Regions from separate parts of the Mus musculus genome. Here all the other regions are linked to region 2. The links are chromatin contacts, called in public HiChIP or PLAC-seq maps. All regions are on one chromosome and are shown on one strand. The core of a region is the stretch at or near the end of the contact, and the rest is flanking DNA. Distances in the headings are between cores, read along the strand shown.

Region 1 (3,202 bases), core at 268-2,767, 540 kb before region 2:
TGGGGGAAAGCCACCTGCACTAGCTATCTATTGTTTGAACAGTTTGGTTCATGATATTTTGTACCAGCTAAAGAGCCCTTTCTTTCCTGTCATGACCAGGGCATGTTCTCCTTGCCTGCCCCTCAGAAACTTGAGGGGTTTGTTTGTTTGTTGCCTTTTTGTTTTGTTTTCTGTTTTGTGCTTTTCTCTTTTGCATTTTGCATCTATTTCTCCGATGACCCCTCCCATTCCTCATCTCCCGTGTTAGCAGGTCATTTACTTCCCTTGCGTCCCTTTTGAGAATGGGTGGGCACTGCCATCACTGGTGACGTTCCTGTGCCCACTGTACTATGCCCTCCTTTAAATATGTGCCAGGGCTTCCTCTGTGCTCCCTACCTCCTGAGACAGTGCTCACTGTATCATGGATGCTTGGTAAATATCTAATGAAAAGTGAATCTGTATAAAAGAAGATAGAAAATAATTCGGGAACAGTCTCGTGAGATAATATCTAATGAAAAGTGAATCTGTATAAAAGAAGATAGAAAATAATTCGGGAACAGTCTCGTGAGATAAGTCTAATCGAAGGGGGGGGGGACTCTTGATAGAATTAATAAAACATAATAGCACTTTATTGATAAATCCGACTCACACAAGTTCTTGAAAATAAACTTGCAAGAACAAGCATGTGTGTCTGCTGAGGTTGATTATCCTGGTTTGAGTCGACTGACTGACTGTGCTTGGTCTTTCAGACTCACTTTGGTCATGTGTTTTGTCCTTCAAACTAATAGCTTCAGCTTTGACTACTTCCACTGAGGAGGAACTTAAATGACCCAGGCCTCAGAAGTTCCCAACAGACCCTGCAGGGTCCCCAGTGTTTAGAAGCGGCCCTCAAATGGTCCCAGATTGATCCTCCTGTCTGGATGTATGGCTCCCGTGTCTCACGCTGGAGCACCCAATGCGTTGGTTCTCAAGCCGGTTTTCCTCCAGCATTTAATGAATAGCTTCTGTTTTCCTTTACTTCTGTTTCTGATACCATTAAAGAGAAGGGGGAAAGTTTGACTACACGACGCATACTACTCACAGGAGCATCTGGGTTTACAATTTACATCCCACCAAACTTTGCGTTTTGCTTTCATTTGACAGCGATCGGGGGAAATGGCGCGTCCAAAGTCCACCAAGGCCAGTCTGTGAGCTCCACGGTTTATTGGAGTCATAGTTTAAACAAAACCTCGACAGACTTAAATTCAAAGGAAACCCGACTCTCAAGTCAGGGGCACGCAATCAGAACGCAGCACTCAAAGTAGCAGTCTGTGACCAGAGAGTCGAGGGTAGGATTATAAAATATGAAGACAGATAAAAAGCAAGACAGAGCTAAATCCCCGCGGCCAGCCGACTCCTATTCATTATCTCCTGCCGCATATGGGACCATTCTCTTACTTGTCCTCGCCCTTTCTTCTGCAAAAGCAAAAGCGACCTAGCCTGTCCGGCTTCATAGCTACTCTTTGTGCCGGAGCGGAGTCTCTGCCACCGCCACCACTACTTCCTCCACCTCCTCCGGTCTGCTGCGGGCTCCAGTCCGGGCTCGGAGGGAAAGGGCTCCCTTTGCGCTGTGAAGCGGGTGCTGCGATTGGGCGACGGTCCCTGAGCCGCCAGCTCCGCGTCGGTTTCAAGGCTCCTCCCTCCCGGTGAAAGACAGACTGGGGGGCGCCTAGAAACCCGTTGGAGGGCGCGCGAGGGAGAGCAGAGGCTGCGAGTTGAGGGATTGACACAAATGGTCAGGCGGCGGCGGAGAAGGAGGAGGCGGAGGCGCAGGGGGGACCCAGGGCGGCTAGGCTGCCGAGAGTTGGGCGCTCCTCTGCCCGGCTGCGACCACTAACGCGGCGCCGCCTGACAAGAGCCACAGCCTGCCGCGGGCCAGGGAAGAGGGACGCGACCCCGGCGCGCCTGGACCACTCTTGCTCTCCTCGCCGCCCGCGCTTCATGAACCGCAAGTTTCCGCGGCGGCGGCGGCGGCTGCGGGACGCGGAGCAGAATCCCGGGGAGCGGGCAGAGAGCGGCCGCACCCCGACGGAGGGCACGGGCGACCAGCTCTCCCGGATCACAGTGGGAGCCACCACCCGCCGCGCCGCTGCCCGTCCCAGTCAATCCGCGCCGAGGAGGGAGCCGAAAAAGTATGGCTGAGGAGGCGGCGCCTAGCGAGTCCCGGGCCGCCGGCCGGCTGAGCTTGGAACTTTGTGCCGAAGCACTCCCGGGCCGGCGGGAGGAGGTGGGGCACGAGGACACGGCCAGCCACCGCCGCCCCCGGGCTGATCCCCGGCGTTGGGCTAGCGGGCTGCTGCTGCTGCTTTGGTTGCTGGAGGCTCCTCTGCTTTTGGGGGTCCGAGCGCAGGCGGCGGGCCAGGTATCCGGGCCGGGCCAGCAAGCCCCGCCGCCGCCCCAGCCCCAGCAGAGCGGGCAGCAGTACAACGGCGAACGGGGCATCTCCATCCCGGACCACGGCTACTGCCAGCCCATCTCCATCCCGCTGTGCACGGACATCGCGTACAACCAGACCATCATGCCCAACCTGCTGGGCCACACGAATCAGGAGGACGCCGGTCTGGAGGTGCACCAGTTCTACCCTCTGGTGAAGGTGCAGTGCTCCGCCGAGCTCAAGTTCTTCCTGTGCTCCATGTACGCGCCTGTGTGCACCGTACTGGAGCAGGCGCTACCGCCCTGCCGCTCCCTGTGCGAGCGCGCACGCCAGGGCTGCGAGGCGCTCATGAACAAGTTCGGCTTCCAGTGGCCAGACACACTCAAGTGCGAGAAGTTCCCGGTGCACGGCGCAGGAGAGCTGTGCGTGGGCCAGAACACGTCCGACAAAGGCACCCCAACTCCCTCCTTGCTACCAGAGTTCTGGACCAGTAATCCGCAGCACGGCGGCGGTGGTTACCGCGGCGGCTACCCGGGGGGTGCCGGGACGGTGGAGCGGGGAAAGTTCTCCTGCCCGCGCGCCCTCAGGGTGCCCTCCTACCTCAACTACCACTTTCTGGGGGAGAAGGACTGCGGCGCACCCTGCGAACCCACCAAGGTTTACGGGCTCATGTACTTCGGGCCAGAGGAGCTGCGCTTCTCGCGCACCTGGATAGGCATCTGGTCCGTGCTGTGCTGCGCCTCCACGCTCTTCACGGTGCTCACGTACCTAGTGGACATGCGGCGCTTCAGCTACCCGGAACGGCCCATC
Region 2 (3,107 bases), core at 412-2,911:
CAATCAAGATTCTTCCTGTGCCTCTGATTTCAGATTAGTTTTGATTTACTATTACTATCACTTTGCCTTTTTCTGAAATACCATAGAGACAGAATCCTAGAGTACATAGGAATCATCTGATGACAGGTTTGTTGACATAACAGAATGCTTTGGAAAGTGTCCGTGCTGTGTAGAGCAGTAATTGTTGTTTCTCTCTCTCTCTCTCTCTCTCTCTCTCTCTCTCTCTCTCTCTCTCTCAATTTGACTATGTGAGGTGTGCATGTGTATTATAGTCATATGTGTGTATGTGTGGAGGCCTAAAGTTGAATGGGAATCTTTCCTTGATTTCTCTTCTACCTTAATTTTTTTTTTGAGGCAGTCTCTCAGTTTAATCCGGAGCTCTCTGATGTGGCTAATCTCTCTCAGCAGCCTGCTTTAGAGATCTCCTGTCTTTGCCTTATAGGTGAGCCACTGAGCCCACCTGTTGTTTGCTTGGGTCCTCTAGACATTGGCTGTTTCCAAACTGCTTGTTTCCTTTTTGGGGACTATTAGAAACAAAGTTGCCACAGATATTTGCTTTAAAGTCTTTACACACACACACACACACACACACACACACAGGACTCAAGAGGTTAAAGCAGGAGGATCAAGATTTTGAAACCAGCCTGGGTCACACAGCAAGACACTGTCTCATAGATTCTTTTTGACCACTGTGTGTAAATAGTACCTCTTTCCTTGTACACTGCTTTCTTTATTTCTTTTGTTGGTTTGGAGACAGTGTCTTGCTCTATTGTCATGATTGGCCTTGAATTTACCATCCCCGGAGTGTCCTTCCAGAGTGCTAATATTATAGTGCTTTGCTGCCATGATTCACTGTTTTGTTTTGTTTTTATGCAGAAATATGTTCTTCTTCTTAAAAATCTATATACTCACTTTAAGATATAGTTTTCATAACATTAAAACTACCTCTCATCAGTTTTAATTCCTCTGTAGTCTAGAATTTTTCTGGCATTTATAGGACATTTCTATATCTCTCATAGATACAGATAAAAAACCAACTGCCCTACGTCTCAGTTGACAAGTGCTCATCTAGCTGAGGACCTGATGATCTGCAGGTTCCAGAGGGATGGCCCCATTGATCTAGACACTTAATTGATCCTGGTATTATTGTAAATAGCAAACTTGGCAGTAGTGCAGCCAATGTAGACTAGACCCTAATAGTGGAGAGTAAGGGAAGGAGGAGCTGTAAGTTAGGATCCTGAGTAAAGTCAGAGGAAGGTCATGAGTTTGATTTTAGTCATCCTTGATAGAGATGAAGAAAGTGATGGGCAGGAGTTGGGAATGTGGACTTGGAGCTTGGAAAGCAGTTGGGAGTGGGTGAGTGTGCCCAGAGGATAGAGAAGGAAAAGAGCTAAGGGCTTAGCCCCAGGTGATGGCCAAATGAGAGAATATAAAGAGCAATGCACGGAGAGTCAGCTCCAAGGGAAAAATAAAGGACAGAATACTTGGAAAAATACAAAACTGAAGCATCCAGGAAGACTGGGAGAGTAGAGAATTTCAAGATGCATTAACTCAGCAAAGTCAAGAAAAACACTGAAAAATCCTTGTCTGGGGATCAGTGAATGGAAATCAACAAACACTTCAGGACTGTCTGACTCACAGTTCCCAAATGCCATACAGACTCCTCCGTATCAACCAAAGAAGATGAGGGGAGAAGTGACCGGAAATTAGTCAGACAGTGTAGGGACCTCAAGAAGAACGGAGTTTATCAGAAAAACATAACCACTGTTTTTCTGACATTTCTGCTGAGGCTTACAAAACCACTCCTTGAAGATGAAAAGCATTCTGAATATACTTCGTTTTGTGGGTTTGGAAGCAGCACCCCAGAGTGATTTTTGTTTAAAAAGGAATGTAGCCAAAAAAAAAATCATGATTGCATAAGAAGCCAAATATAATCTTCCCTTTTGCTGGCAGTCACTAGGCATCCTCTGAAGTTGCAGTCAGGAGCTTTTAATTGATAAAGCTTTGATATCACAAAAGGTCACCGTGGATTAGTCAGGCCTGTTGTGAAACATACTGTGTTCTTCACAAACATTAGCAATTAACTGCGATAAATAATAGCATGACTTACCACTTTCAAACACAGGACAGAGTCTTGAAGTCCCTTACCTGCGGTAAACAGCAGTTGGAATTAGCCTTTGTTCTAAACTTTTCAGTTGCCTTCTATGCTGTTCTGAACCTCTGGCTTTCCACCCCTTAATGTCTCCGTTTACACTGAGGTTCACAGATATTACCCACATGAGAAGAAAACTGCATTTTAAAATAAGTATGTTGTATCATAAACACAGTGTATGTGAGACCCTTCCGTTTTTGTAAATCTCTTTGATTAAATTATTCCTCCTGTTAAGCAAGACCTTTCATTGTGTTAATGATTTATTTTAATTTAATCCAACTGGCATTCTGCTGTAGCATGTCTTATTCCCATTCCAATTTTGTTCGCAATAAATGTGTTACAGTTCTTCTACTGGCGGTCAGGGAAACTTCATACAAAAGCGGCATTTATTTGCAATTACAGCAGAGCCAAGTCATACATACTCTCTCTGACAGTTTGGAGGATCTGTTTTCCAGCCTTCATCTGGAGCTGTTATTGGAGCCATTAAAATTATTTTTTCCCAGTTTTTAAAGGTCCAAGACACATTAATTTATCCTGATGGATGGTGTAGTGTGTTCACATAAAAGAAAAACAAGTGTTACATAAAACATGGCCAAGCCATCACCCACCTTTCCTTTCTGTTCCCTCTGACTCTAATGTTTCATTCTCCAAGGAAACTGACAAGCAGGGAAAACAGGAATCACCCCCCATTTGGTTTATTCTTTACTTTTCATGCCCCTTATCACACTGGGAGATGCCATTTTTGATCTGAAGTAAGAGTGAAACTTTTGCTTTCACACAAAAGTAAACACAGATGGTCTGATAATAGCAGGGAAGTTTAACAGGTCCGTTTAATGCCACATTTCATTAAATATGGCCAGTCTTACAGCAGACAGGCACTCCTTCAAGGAGCCAATCTTTATCTTTATTTGAACTCAGACTATGTGGCTTGTCTGTCACTGTAGAAGATGTTGCC
Region 3 (3,056 bases), core at 303-2,802, 660 kb before region 2:
TATCTTGGTGCTAGATGAAAGTCGCTTTAGAAGGACTCGGACGGTGAGAAAAGAGGCACTTGGCCAAAGCAAAAGGAGCCAGAGCCAGGTGACTGAGTTACATGAGAGGCATGGAAAGACACAATGCCTGGTGCCCACAAGAGCAAGAGATGACATTAGCAAGGGCCATAACTCCATTGAAGTGCCATAGTGGCTTCCTCCGTTAGCAGTAGTATGCAAAAGGAAGGCAGACTGACAGTCGATATAGCTGCACACACTTCACAAAGACAGGACTGTAAGGCAGAAGCCAACAGTAGCCTTAATCTGTCTGCCATATTGACTCTGGAAACTGCTCCAGGAGATGGAGGTGTCCAAGGCTCCCCTTCCATGCTGTGACATTGTGGTGGGTCACTTTTACAGTCGGTGTCATATTGTCTTCATCTTCTCTTCACTTTGTAGTTTCTGTTGCCTTGTTTCTGCTTACTCATGGATCCATCTTCCTCTCTCTTCTCTTTGTCCTATTTCTGGAGGAATCTGCTACTGATCTCTTATTACCTTGGATCCTAAAACCCTCCTAGAAAACTGCTCTGATTTGTATAACCAGGAGTAGAAACTGAGGCTATTGGGTGAACCCTCCCTTTATGAACTACTGGCTGATTCCAGGCTGCTTCTAAATCAGAACTGAGCCTGATCTGACCAAGCCAGCTCAGTCAACAGGTTCTCCAGCACAGGAGAGAGGATTAAAAAGAAAAAAGACAATTAGAAAACATTGTAGCATGACCCCAGCCAGTTCTGAGGCTGGGGAAGGTTTCTTCTTCCCAATCCACTTTTATACCATTTTAATTACATTCAAGTAATTCAGTCAAGCAGTACAATAAACACTAATAGTCAAGGAACAAGCAAGGCAATAAACAAAGTCCCAAGATCACTCCCCATCACTGTTTCTGAGGGCTTATCAGGTTAACCAAGATATCTAAGCCTACTTCCCTGTCCTAGCCCAAAGTCTTATTCTTGCCAAAAGCCTACTTCCCTGTTCTAGCCTAAAATTATATTCCTGCCTGAGCTTACTTCCTTGTCATGGCCCAAAGTCAGATTCCTGCCTGAAGCCCATTTTCTTGTCATTGGCCAATGTCAGATTCCTGCCAAGCAGCCCCTAAAGCTCTCCACACTGGTCCAATCCACTTAGCTGTGAGTTAGGAGGCCAGGCTGTTCATAAAGACCCCTCAAAATACAGCTCTGCACTTGCCCATCCCAAAAGTTTCAGTGATGCAAAGAAGCCAACCATGTGCCTAGATTGTACATTGCCCTAGCTGTGCGGCACAAGAGGAAAAGGCTGTTTGAATATGATACTGCACATTCTCACTGTGAGATACTTGGGGCTTTTGGTAAAGATTTTCTGTTGTTAACAAATGGGGAGAATGGCTATTGGGATGTATCACCATCTTTATTCATTTGTTCAATCTAGGTTTATTTCTGGAGAAGGACAATCACTGCGTTTCTTCTCGTTGCCAGGATGGTTACTCTCTGTGTGATGCAATAAGTGTTTCTTCTCCAGCAGCTGGAGTTTCATCATTTCTTTTGTCTTGGGTAGTTGGCAACATTTGTGGAAATAATAGGAACAGAGGAAGCAAGCACAAGCATGCTCTTAGGCTTTATCTGAGGAGAGCCCTGGTTGCTGTCCTTGCTCCAGCTGGACGGGAAAACCAAGCCAGAACTCTGCATCACAGATGCATGCTGCATGCTGCAGGCTGCAGGCTCAGTGTGGCTCAGTTTTCCACCCACCCACCTCTGGCCTTTCCTGTAATGGGATGACCATATGAACTCCAGAACGTTTATGAATGCAACAAATGTGTAGACCACCGCCTCTTGTTGCAATGTCAGTGGCGGCCACCCCTGCAGGCTTAGCTCTCTTTCATGCTGAGGCGTCTCTGAGCTCCTTTAATGGGCTTCAGACGGGCTGTAGAAGTTTCTGGATCTTTTTCTTTGGGCACCTTTGATCTGCATTCTGCATCAGCAGCACCCCAACTCCACAAGTGGGTGAGCAAAAGATTTAGGCCTTGACTAAAAGCAGAACGAAAACATTCTAGTGTGTTTCAGGAGTGTGTTGGTAAACTTTGTTTTGTGTTAAAATAACAAACTTGCAGAAACAGTGTGGGGAATTGTGAAGATTCCCTCACTCATTTGCCTAAACACCATTCTCTCATTTTCTACTCCATCTCTGTGCCATACATAAATATTAACATACACTTTAGTTTCCTAAACAGTATAATTCACATGATGTGTACCCTTTATGTCTAAACAATACATTGTATTTATCTTTAAAAAAAAACAATTTGGAGTGATCCTTTTTATAGTACAAATAATGATAGCCTTTGACCTTCACTTTCTTTGTTTCATCCTAAGATTTTTATGTTTATTTAGCTGGTTTTTGCTTTTGCACATTTGTTTGGGGTATTTGTTTGATTGACGTTTTTGTTTTTTGAGTGGCTGAAAGAAAATTGATTTGATGCTCCACAAACTGTCTCATTAATCCATGGATCCTAAAACAAATTCTCTTTGTGTATTGTGTGTGTGTGTGTGTGTGTGTGTGTGTGTGTGTGTGTCTGTGAATTAGCACTTCCATATTAGAGGAGTTTGAAACTATGAATTGGACAGAGAAAACAACACTTGTAGCTTTCCTCTTCAGAACTGTTTGCCAACACTGTAATCTTGAGAGAGCCTTTGCACAGACAGAGGCACAGGTGTGAATAACTAATAACTAAACTGGATTTTACAGCATACGGCCCCACCTGTGGCTTGTGGCTGTCATCAGCTCTGGAACCCCATTTTTCCTTTCTGTTTAATATTGTTGATTCTTATGGATTTGGGGGTACAGAAGGAATTGTCTGTGCTCTAAATGCACAGTATTCCATTATTTTCCAGGATAGCAGCTGATTTTCCTCTCCTGCCTCCAGACTGTCTTTGTGATCTGCCGGCACTCTAGGAACTGTCTAGCATAAAAGGAGGCTGTTTGGGCCAAGTAGGCTGCAGGTCTGGGCTGACATTTTATTTCGTGGAGGACAGTGTGCAGATGACAG

What was found. HiChIP or PLAC-seq counts read pairs in DNA pulled down with a chosen protein or histone mark.
Region 1: an H3K27ac HiChIP or PLAC-seq map of the NIH/3T3 cell line shows a contact between it and region 2, with 10 times the contacts expected there. The contact joins the promoter of Fzd1 here to the enhancer-like site in region 2. A contact is called at or near these places in 14 of 39 promoter capture datasets (the 3T3-L1 cell line, 3T3-L1-derived adipocytes, HPC-7-derived erythroid cells and 9 more), 1 of 15 datasets of contacts at CTCF or cohesin (the NIH/3T3 cell line), 4 of 484 Hi-C or Micro-C datasets (cortical neurons, embryonic fibroblasts, nephron progenitors and 1 more) and 15 of 115 datasets of contacts at active chromatin or transcription factors (the NIH/3T3 cell line, bone marrow-derived macrophages, craniofacial prominence and 11 more).
Region 3: an H3K27ac HiChIP or PLAC-seq map of SST interneurons shows a contact between it and region 2, with 9 times the contacts expected there. The contact joins two enhancer-like sites. A contact is called at or near these places in 1 of 15 datasets of contacts at CTCF or cohesin (the NIH/3T3 cell line), 4 of 115 datasets of contacts at active chromatin or transcription factors (SST interneurons, embryonic basal ganglia, embryonic fibroblasts and 1 more) and 1 of 9 other capture datasets (embryonic trunk).

The regions. Positions count from the first base shown.
Region 1 is chr5:4,756,531-4,759,732 of GRCm38.p6, reverse strand. It overlaps Fzd1 (frizzled class receptor 1), which reads left to right and starts at 1,517. Exons shown (of 1, transcript NM_021457.3): 1 at 1,517-3,202. The coding sequence starts at 2,153.
Region 2 is chr5:4,220,980-4,224,086 of GRCm38.p6, reverse strand. No RefSeq gene overlaps it. Among named protein-coding and RNA genes, the nearest start is that of Mterf1b, 30 kb to the right of the region's middle. Within about 2 kb of position 1,661, at least 46 of the 459 cell types and tissues checked have an H3K27ac peak or open chromatin away from gene starts, as enhancers often do. A contact at or near this core is called in the NIH/3T3 cell line, the SN4741 cell line, SST interneurons and 2 more, where this site is marked.
Region 3 is chr5:4,879,092-4,882,147 of GRCm38.p6, reverse strand. All of the region lies in intron 14 of Cdk14 (cyclin-dependent kinase 14), which reads left to right. Among named protein-coding and RNA genes, the nearest start is that of Fzd1, 120 kb to the right of the region's middle. Within about 2 kb of position 1,552, at least 10 of the 459 cell types and tissues checked have an H3K27ac peak or open chromatin away from gene starts, as enhancers often do. A contact at or near this core is called in SST interneurons, where this site is marked.